Linked DNA regions of Mus musculus: regions 1 and 3 are each linked to region 2. A link is a contact called in public Hi-C data. All regions are on one chromosome and are shown on one strand. The core of a region is the stretch at or near the end of the contact, and the rest is flanking DNA. Distances in the headings are between cores, read along the strand shown. Region 1 overlaps Sh3kbp1 (SH3-domain kinase binding protein 1). Region 2 overlaps Sh3kbp1 (SH3-domain kinase binding protein 1). Region 3 overlaps Sh3kbp1 (SH3-domain kinase binding protein 1).

What was found. A called contact is a pair of places that touch in the nucleus more often than the background predicts.
Region 1: a contact with region 2 is called in a Hi-C map of the N1E-115 cell line, with 4 times the contacts expected there. The contact joins two enhancer-like sites. A contact is called at or near these places in 4 of 484 Hi-C or Micro-C datasets (the N1E-115 cell line, bone marrow-derived macrophages and uterus), 1 of 115 datasets of contacts at active chromatin or transcription factors (the SCID.adh cell line) and 3 of 9 other capture datasets (adipose tissue, liver and macrophages).
Region 3: a contact with region 2 is called in a Hi-C map of the MNK3 cell line, with 3 times the contacts expected there. The contact joins two enhancer-like sites. A contact is called at or near these places in 1 of 15 datasets of contacts at CTCF or cohesin (large pre-B cells), 7 of 484 Hi-C or Micro-C datasets (the Ba/F3 cell line, the G1E-ER4 cell line, the HL-1 cell line and 4 more), 8 of 115 datasets of contacts at active chromatin or transcription factors (the 230-238 cell line, CD8 T cells, the SCID.adh cell line and 5 more) and 1 of 9 other capture datasets (adipose tissue).

The regions. Positions count from the first base shown.
Region 1 is chrX:159,704,116-159,706,815 of GRCm38.p6, reverse strand. All of the region lies in intron 2 of Sh3kbp1 (SH3-domain kinase binding protein 1), which reads right to left. Among named protein-coding and RNA genes, the nearest start is that of Sh3kbp1, 78 kb to the right of the region's middle. Within about 2 kb of position 1,310, at least 13 of the 459 cell types and tissues checked have an H3K27ac peak or open chromatin away from gene starts, as enhancers often do. A contact at or near this core is called in the N1E-115 cell line, the SCID.adh cell line and bone marrow-derived macrophages, where this site is marked.
Region 2 is chrX:159,910,217-159,913,098 of GRCm38.p6, reverse strand. The region is part of intron 9 of Sh3kbp1 (SH3-domain kinase binding protein 1); the gene reads right to left. Among named protein-coding and RNA genes, the nearest start is that of Map3k15, 77 kb to the left of the region's middle. Within about 2 kb of position 1,293, at least 49 of the 459 cell types and tissues checked have an H3K27ac peak or open chromatin away from gene starts, as enhancers often do. A contact at or near this core is called in the G1E-ER4 cell line, the MNK3 cell line, the N1E-115 cell line and 3 more, where this site is marked.
Region 3 is chrX:159,671,085-159,674,004 of GRCm38.p6, reverse strand. All of the region lies in intron 1 of Sh3kbp1 (SH3-domain kinase binding protein 1), which reads right to left. Among named protein-coding and RNA genes, the nearest start is that of Sh3kbp1, 45 kb to the right of the region's middle. Within about 2 kb of position 1,349, at least 39 of the 459 cell types and tissues checked have an H3K27ac peak or open chromatin away from gene starts, as enhancers often do. A contact at or near this core is called in the G1E-ER4 cell line, the MNK3 cell line, the N1E-115 cell line and 2 more, where this site is marked.

The DNA of each region.
Region 1 (2,700 bases), core at 61-2,560, 210 kb after region 2:
CAGGTTTCTGTTGTGTGAAATCTGTAGCATGCTAACAGGGATGGACTGAGAAGTAATGGAGAAACGAAAAATAAAAGTTTACAATTTGTCCAAGAGATTCCTTAAAGTAAATATAACAGTCACTGAAAACATCCCCCTTAATGTTTTACAAAGAGGAATTACAAAGATTGCCTAGAGTTGGGCATGGGAAATGGGGAGGGACCATAAGTGGGCACAAGTAATCCTTTGGTAGGGGGGCTGGAAATGTTTGAGAATTAGATTGTGATGATCATTAGACAACTCCAAATACACTAAAATCCATTGAATGAGGCACTTCAAATGAGTTCACTTTACGGTGTGTAAATTAGTGTAAGTTAGATCCCACAAAGCTGTTTGGAAAGCTATTGGGGATGCAGATATTCAAGCAGTAGAGGACATATGTTGCCAGAACATTTTCTCCAGGCCCTTATGAGAAACCCTTTCTCCAGTCCTTCCCCGATTCCTCTAAATCCCTTACAAGGGCATGAACACTTCCTCTCATCTCCTGCCCCCACTTTTCCTACTTCCTATCTACTGCTGCTGGCTTTCTAGTGCTGAGATAAATGCTATGAGCAAAAGAAAGGTAGGAAAGAGTTCATTTCATCTTACAGCTTCTCTTCCATCATGAAGGAAAGGCAGGACAGGAACTCAACGCAGGAACTGAAGCAGACCCCACGAAGAAATGTTATTACTGGCTTCCTTTCCATGGTTTGTCCAGCTTGTTTTATATACAGCCAGGGACGCCACCACCCACAGTGGGCTGGGCCATCCCACATCAATCATTAATCAAGAAAACATTAGGCTGGGGAAAAGGTTCAGTGGTTAAGGGCACTGGATGCTTTTCTAGAGACTCAGAGTTTGATTCCCAGCAACCACTGTAACTTCAGTTCCAGGGGATCCAACACCCTTTTCTTTTTTTTTTTTAATCATCCCAGATAACCCTAACTTGTGACAAAAAACAGCATCTTACTGACATGGCCAAATTCCAAACCCTCATGAAATTGTGGTCTTCTTCCTCCAGTCCTCTGCTTAAACAAGTCCTCCTCCTTAGGGGATCATGTGGTGGCATTCCTTCAGGCCTGCTCCAGACTCTTAGGGGCTCCCTTAGCATACTAGGCTCCAATGGGTGGGAAAAACAGGATTCCAGCTGTCCCTCCTTCAGGCAAAACTATAACGGCATAACAACAGGCAATAGAGACACCTGTCCTACACTGCTGTGATCTTTATCTCTACAGAAGGACTACTGTTTGTCTCATGAGTCACTTGGGTCATTGAAGTCAGAGGAGTCAGAGGAGAAAGAGCCAGAGTCAAGTTTTAGACATCGTTGCTGACTGACTAACCTATGATGACCAGAAGCTCAGCATAGACACAGCTTGATTATATGGAGCCCAGAATGTCAAAGTTGGAGCCTAAGCAGAAAATCCTCTTATTTAGAGCTCCTTCGGTGCTCAGAGTCTCCCTAGGGCAGACATCCCCAGGGACAACACACACACACACACACACACACACACACACACAAAACCACTTGTTCTAAATAACAACCCACAAAGATTAATGACATTGTGTCCAACAATGGCTAACGCTTGGCTTTAAAGATAGACAGCAAATAGAAACAATAATTCATGATAATTCATAGAAGGCACAAAAAGTAGAGAAATGAGTCCCTAAGTCATTCCTGCTTGACCTCAAGAAAAGAGTCACAGGGAAGTTTGGGGAATGATGAAGAGCCACTCATTACAAAGCCTCTGTTAGCAAAAATGTGGACCGTCAGACTATGAAAGGAATAGCCCACAAAACCCCCACTGTAATATCCAGGGCTCATTAGAACTAAGACAGCCCCAAGGCTTTCTTTGCAGCTGCCCCTGGCTCCCCCACACATCATTACAATGAAACCCCCAGCCCCAGAGCAGAAGCTGAAATGATGTGTTCAACATTTGTAGTGATAATTTTAGCTCCTCCCTCATAAGCATGACTTCTCCTTTCCATATTTGGGCCTTGGCTACCCTGGATGAGTCCTGCAGGGCTTCACAGACATTAGCTAATACTAGGCAGGTCAGCAAACTAACTAGTAAGTGCTTTTTGTTCTTCCATGCTTTCTGCTTTAAGTCTGTCTGGACAATCATAAGGAACTGCTCAACTCCTTTCTGAGGGGGTGGCTCGTAAGATTTCACATGTTCTTCTGGTCAGAGAGGAAACTCTTAAGATGCCAGAAACTGCATCATTAAACGTTTCTATCTGATTCCTACAGTGAAGTTTTCCAAGCTGTCATTCCGCTCCTCCTCGACACCACCCCCAATAAACAAAGTTGACAGCTTTATTGCCAAATTGCTTAGTTGCTTCCTCTCCTCCCCACCCTTCCCCCAAACCCAAGTATCTGAAGGCTCCATGCCCAGAGTCTCTAATTCAATAGCCCTGGAAAACCACTTTTTAAACTCCCCCAGGTGATCCCTAAGAGCCCTGAGACAGGGTTAGGTCAGTAATTCTTTTCCAAGTCCAGGCCCCCATCAAAATCTGCATTTCACAGGATCCCAGGAAGGCACATTTAGAGGTTGGGCAAGTTAGGTTATACCCTCATCTGGCTTTAGAATATTATGGGGGGGTTGTTGCTTCCCCCTTCACAAGTGGTAGAACAGCATCAAAAGACACATCGCAATGTCCCCCTGGGAACTTTTTAAAAATTAT
Region 2 (2,882 bases), core at 44-2,543:
CTTTGTCATCCAAGATTGACTATAGGAGGGAGATGGACAAAAATGAACTGGCTAAACATTTCAGTGATCAGAAATCATAGCCAGGTACCATCTTGTACTGTGATGCTATAAGGGCAAGGGGGAGAGCCATCCAGTGTGATACCACTAAGGAAGGATTCGGGGAACTAAGAGGATGAGGGAGGATGCTTCACATCACCATTGACACTCCTTACTCTCTCAGGCACCATATATTTGTGGTTCTAAGAAACCTACAAAGAGTATCTTCTGGTTTTGAAAAACGTTGTAGTGTGACATTACCACAGGGACCACAAAAGGCAGACACCTAGCCCCTACTCTGGCTCACCTTTCTCTGACACAGTACTAGATTGCAGAAAGAACATGTTTCCAATAAAATCCAGAGTATACAAGACCCACAAGAACATGTGTTCTTGTCTTTATCTGTTTATGTGTTTTTATCTGAGGAGGGGCCATCATAGCATTCACGCTCTGGATTCAATACATTTTCAGCCTGATTCTTCATTAGTTACTGACTCCAGCAAATTACTCTGAGTAAAGACTATAGCATGGTAAGAAAGACAAAGGGTTCTGACAGCTGAAGATCAGTACAAATCTCTGTTATTAGATGATGACAAGCAATCTCACCTAGCACTCCTTTCTCACCAATAAATGGCCATTAATATTATCTTTCAACTTGAGAGACGATAGTTTTGCAAGAAGAGTTAGTAATCTCTGACTTGGGTAACTCATGTAGCAACTCTATGAGGAACTGGTATTAATATGCCCATGTTGCTGTTGAAATAATTGAGAGAAAGTCATTTCCCAAGGTCACCAATCTATTAAATGAAGCAACCTATTAAATAGGGTAGAGGGAACTGGAAGTAAAGCCCAGGGCTGTTTGACCCATAGCACACTGCTAACCACTATGAAGGCCCAGTGCTGGAGAACAGCCATGAGGCAGGCATAATAGCATACACACGGAATTCATCAAAGCACAGGCAACAGTACGATGGTCAGATTGCAAGGAGGAAATAGTTATCAAATGGCAGCTACAGGATGAGCTCACCTATGCTCTAACATGCAAAAAAAAGGTAGAACGAGTGGAAAAGAAGTCTCTTTAAAGTGGTGGTTTCTGACTAGCACTTGGGTATGTTTCCTCCTTGATATTTCCCTGTGCTGTATGCATAAGCAGACAATGATCTTTATTAGGAAAAAGCAAGCTGCTCTCGGGGCCTCTTGCCCTTGAATACAGGCCCTGTACTGAGTGGGTGTGTTTGTGACTCAGGCTCTCTCAGTACTCTATTCCCTTTGTCAGCTTTTTCCAGTTCCCTATTAACGCTGTCCTGCGTCCTCCTCTGTCTTGGTATAAACTAGTTTGGGAATGGATATATGTTTTACCTAATGAAGTTATTGCTGAGACCTTGCCATTTAATCTTCCTTGACCCCAGGATCAGAGGTACTGCTTAGTCATGAAACTGACAACACCCTATGGCCTAATTCTTCCTTGCCAAGTCCCAACAATGCCTATTTCTGGATGTCTTTCTCCATCCTTGCTGGTTTGAAATACTCTTCATTTTTTTAAAAAAAAAGTTCTTTTCCTTATTTTTGTGCACATGGTAACGTGTGTGAGCTTGCACACGTATGCCACAACGTGTGCAGAGATCAGAGGACAGCTTCTGGAGAGTAGTCTGTCTCTCTCTCTCTCTCTCTCTCTCTCTCTCTCTCTCTCTCTCTCTCTCCTTCCACTCTGTGGATCCTAGGGATCAAACTCAAGCACTTTTCCTGGCTGAGCTATCTCTCTGGCCCTAGTTTAAAATAATCTATAAACAATCTCACAGAAGCCTCTGTAGTAGAAGCTGTTACCCCAGAGACCTTGCCTCAAAATACGTGGGGAAAGAAAAAATAAAAAAGGTAATGACAATTTCAAACTATCACACTTTCTGTGATTACTGGGCCATGTAAAAACAAAACCAAGCCAAAACCAAAACCTCTTGATGTGTAAGGTTTGGACTGCAGCCGATACATGAAATGTGTCATGGAAGGAATTGGGTGGAAGAAAAAGAAGAGACGACAAAGGAGGGTGAGAGAGAGGATGGAAAATTTTGTAATAACAGACAGTGTGAAAAGTGGTCCCAAAAAGTATGCCTGTGAGCGTGGCAACAGGAGGGGGCGGGGTCTGCATTTATGAGGAGTGTCATGACCACTGCAGAGGCGGATAGGATTGAAAAGAAAGGGCTAGTTTGCAAGCCATGAGCTGTCAGTACTGGATAGGTACCAGCTAGCAGAGGGAGTTTATTCTCCCCACCCCCACCCCATCCTGCTTTTGGACTGAGTCCACTTTCTCTGGTTTCAGTAAGTTCAACTGATTATAATTACATCATTTCACTCTTCCCTTTCCCCCTCCAAACCCTCCCACATCCCCCTCCTTGCACTTTCAAGACCCATATGGCTCTAGACTAACTCCTCAAAACTTGGAAGTACTGCACATGGGCCTACTTTTGTATTTTAATATGCCAAACTGGGTGACGAGGACAGAAAAAGCAGAGCAGCAAATCACCAGCAAAAATGTGGCAATAATAAAGAAACACAGCAGTTGCTGATTCTCGAAGAAACAGAGATGAACAGACCCCAGAGTTGCTTTTCTTCAAAATGTTCAACTGTGGCTGGAAGAAGGCAATGGCATGAGGTTCAGCAGTAGGTCTAGGGATCCTCTGTGGAGTTTAACAGCTACATACAAACTAGCTCCTTCAACTCAGGCGAGCATTTAAAGTTCTGCATTTTTAGAATCAATCATTCCATTTATTCTCTCATCCCTCTCTCCCTGGTGAAAGACCAAAACCCCAGTTCCAAACTTGGGTGGCTTTAGGCTGCTTGACTTCTAGGTA
Region 3 (2,920 bases), core at 100-2,599, 240 kb after region 2:
GACACAGTCCCAAATGTGAGCTTTTATTTGACTGGAAGGCTAAAAGAGCCCACAATTAACACAACCAGGTTATCTACAAAGTATGATTGACCAGTCTGGAAGTGTCAAGAGCTACAGTGATCAGTCCCTCCTCTGCCTTGACTATTGTTCCCAACAGCAGAGGAGTATCCAATCAAAATTCAGATCACTCAAGGCAGGGTGTAGACAGGAAAGAACTCATAAAGCCTTGGACCTCTGGTAACTCACAGCCTGTATTCTAAAGCCACAGGCTCCCCAGGGCCTGGCCCTAGAACACACACACACCCAGGTGCATAGGAACACTGCATTAGTAAACACTTCAGGGCTGAAACTAACTCTTGTAAGCCGAGCACGCTGCTCTTCTCGAAGATGCATTAGATAAACTGGATAAGAGCAAGTTGACCAGAAAAAAAATTCGTTTTAAGGGGAAAAACACAGAAAGTAGGTACAGATGAATTTGAAGATTAAAACCACAGTGTAGACTAAAGACTATTTGTTATAGTAAGTATAGAGGATGGTTCTCTGCAGAAGCCATTCAAGGGAAAGTAAATAGCCTCCTAGCAAACTAATTTACAAAGAATGTCAGTTTAGTCAAAACACTTCAGACATTTAAGGAAGATATAATCTTTGTTATTCAACGATAAGGAAGAATACCCATGAACAGAGCTTTATCTGAGTAATGTTTAAAGTAATAATACCGCTTAAAGATACATAGCTTTTCATGATTTTATAATGACACCCTGAATCCCACATTCCAAAGAGAGCCAGACAACTTCCTGATTAGAATAAGATCTTCCATTTTTCACAGTGAGAAGTATCCAAAGGTTTGGGACCAAGTAGAATATGTAAACTTTAAAACAGAACAACAGACAAATATCTGCTTGTATCAATTAATTACAGGTTATGCAAAATAAAATAAGAAAACATTGCTTCCTGTTCCAAAACACTATCTCATTTTGTGAATTAATTTTGTTTAACGGACAGTTTAAAGATGATTGAAATATATTTTATTGTGGTTAATACCTCTAAAAGGCTTTGCTTAAACTATTTTATTGAAAATGCATTCATAGAGCCTGGTAGTGGAAGAAACCATAAGCACTGTAACAATATGACTCTGGCTTTTCTGGAGGAGAGTATAATGAGGATGGGAAAAGGGCTTTACAGATGGACATGTATGCTTCAGGATAGCTAAGCCGAATCAGCTGCAAGAGGCCATATCCAGGTCAAAAGGAGAGAAGTTGAGAGCATTTCAACAGGAAAACGTGCTCAGTAGGAGCAATCAGAGCTAGAGCAAGGGCTGAGTCACAGAGCAGTCTGTGTTAACAAAAGAACCAGTGTCTGGTCAGAGAGAAAGTAGACAGCAAGATGAGAGGAAACCACACTGACCCTTCCTTGCCTTCCTCAAGCACATTTAAAATCCTCTTTCAAAAGAAGTTTCATTACTACCTCCCCTGCCCCCAGCACATACCCATTGTAGGAATTCTACTACAGCTGTGGAATTCTGCTACTGGAAGTCCCTAGAAGGAGAAGACACCGAAAACCGAAGCAATAAAGCATCGCCTTGCAAGCAAAAAGACCAGCGTTAGATTCCCAACACTCACGTTAAAAAGCCAGCATGGTGCTATGTGCTTGCTGCTAGAGAAGTAGGCCCCTAGGACTTGTTGGCCAGCCCAGCTAGCCTACCTGACAAATTCAAGGCCAGTGCGATGCTTGTCTGGGGGGGGGGGGAGAGAGAGAGAGAGAGAGAGAGAGAGAGAGAGAGAGAGAGAAGAGAGAGAGAAGAGAGAGAGAGCAGTGGCTGAGGAACAACACCCAGGGATGCACTTTGGTGCATGCACACTTGCAGGCACTCAAGACATGCTTGCCGCTGAGCGGAGAGAATCACAAGGATGAATTGGATGAAAAGTTGAGTATCCAAGAAAATGAAACCTGAGCCAAAGCTAAAAGCAGATAACGGCAAAACAGTGGCTCTTCAAAGCAGCCTACAAATGCAAACTGTCATAAGCACTAACTACTTTGAGTTCACTAACATCTAACCAAGAGAGAACATCTAGTATGTTTACAACTCTATACTGGGAAAGGCTATTAGGGAGGACACACTGGACAGCTCAGGATAAGTTTCATTAATGATGCTTCATAGTGATTGTGAACTACTCCCAGAGTTGGTCATTTGGTTAATGTTTTTAACTGTTTGAATTATCTGAACTAACAGTTAATAAGCAAGATCTACTGAGTGTGTGTCTTCTTAATCAGTATTATTGTAAATGCTCCGTCAGTGTATGAGAAAATCACTTAATAAATGTGCATCTCCTCGGAGTATTAGAAAACAGAAGTGGATTGAACCCCAGCGTTTTACTTTCCCGTAGAGGGTGTAGTTTAAAGGTAGACCACTAGGGGGCTGAAGGGACTAAGCGCACTAGAGTTTAGTTCTCAGCACCCACATGGTAGCTCACAGCCATCCCTAACCAAGGGATCTGAGGACCTCTTCTGACCTCTGCGAGGACACACATGATCTATATACATATAAACATACGGGCAAAACATCTATGCACATAAGACAGATAAATATTTAAAAAGTAAAGTTAGGCAAATAGAGTAAGATCTACAGAAACTGTTCAAACCATTTCCAAAATTGAAACACATCCTAATAAAAATAAATAGACCAAAGGTCAACAGGAGCACACCAGAGAGTTCTCGACGAGTACCTTTTGCCAAGACAATTTACATTTAGATTTCTCACTAAAAGGAAGCCAGCCAGGAGGAATTTTGAGGAAGGAGCAATAAAGACATTGAACTCTGATCTTGCCACCACACCATGAAAACAAAGACGCCATTAAAGGGGTGCCGAGGAGAAGGATGGGTGAGCACAGTGCTCGTTATGCAAGGATGAGACTCTGAGTTC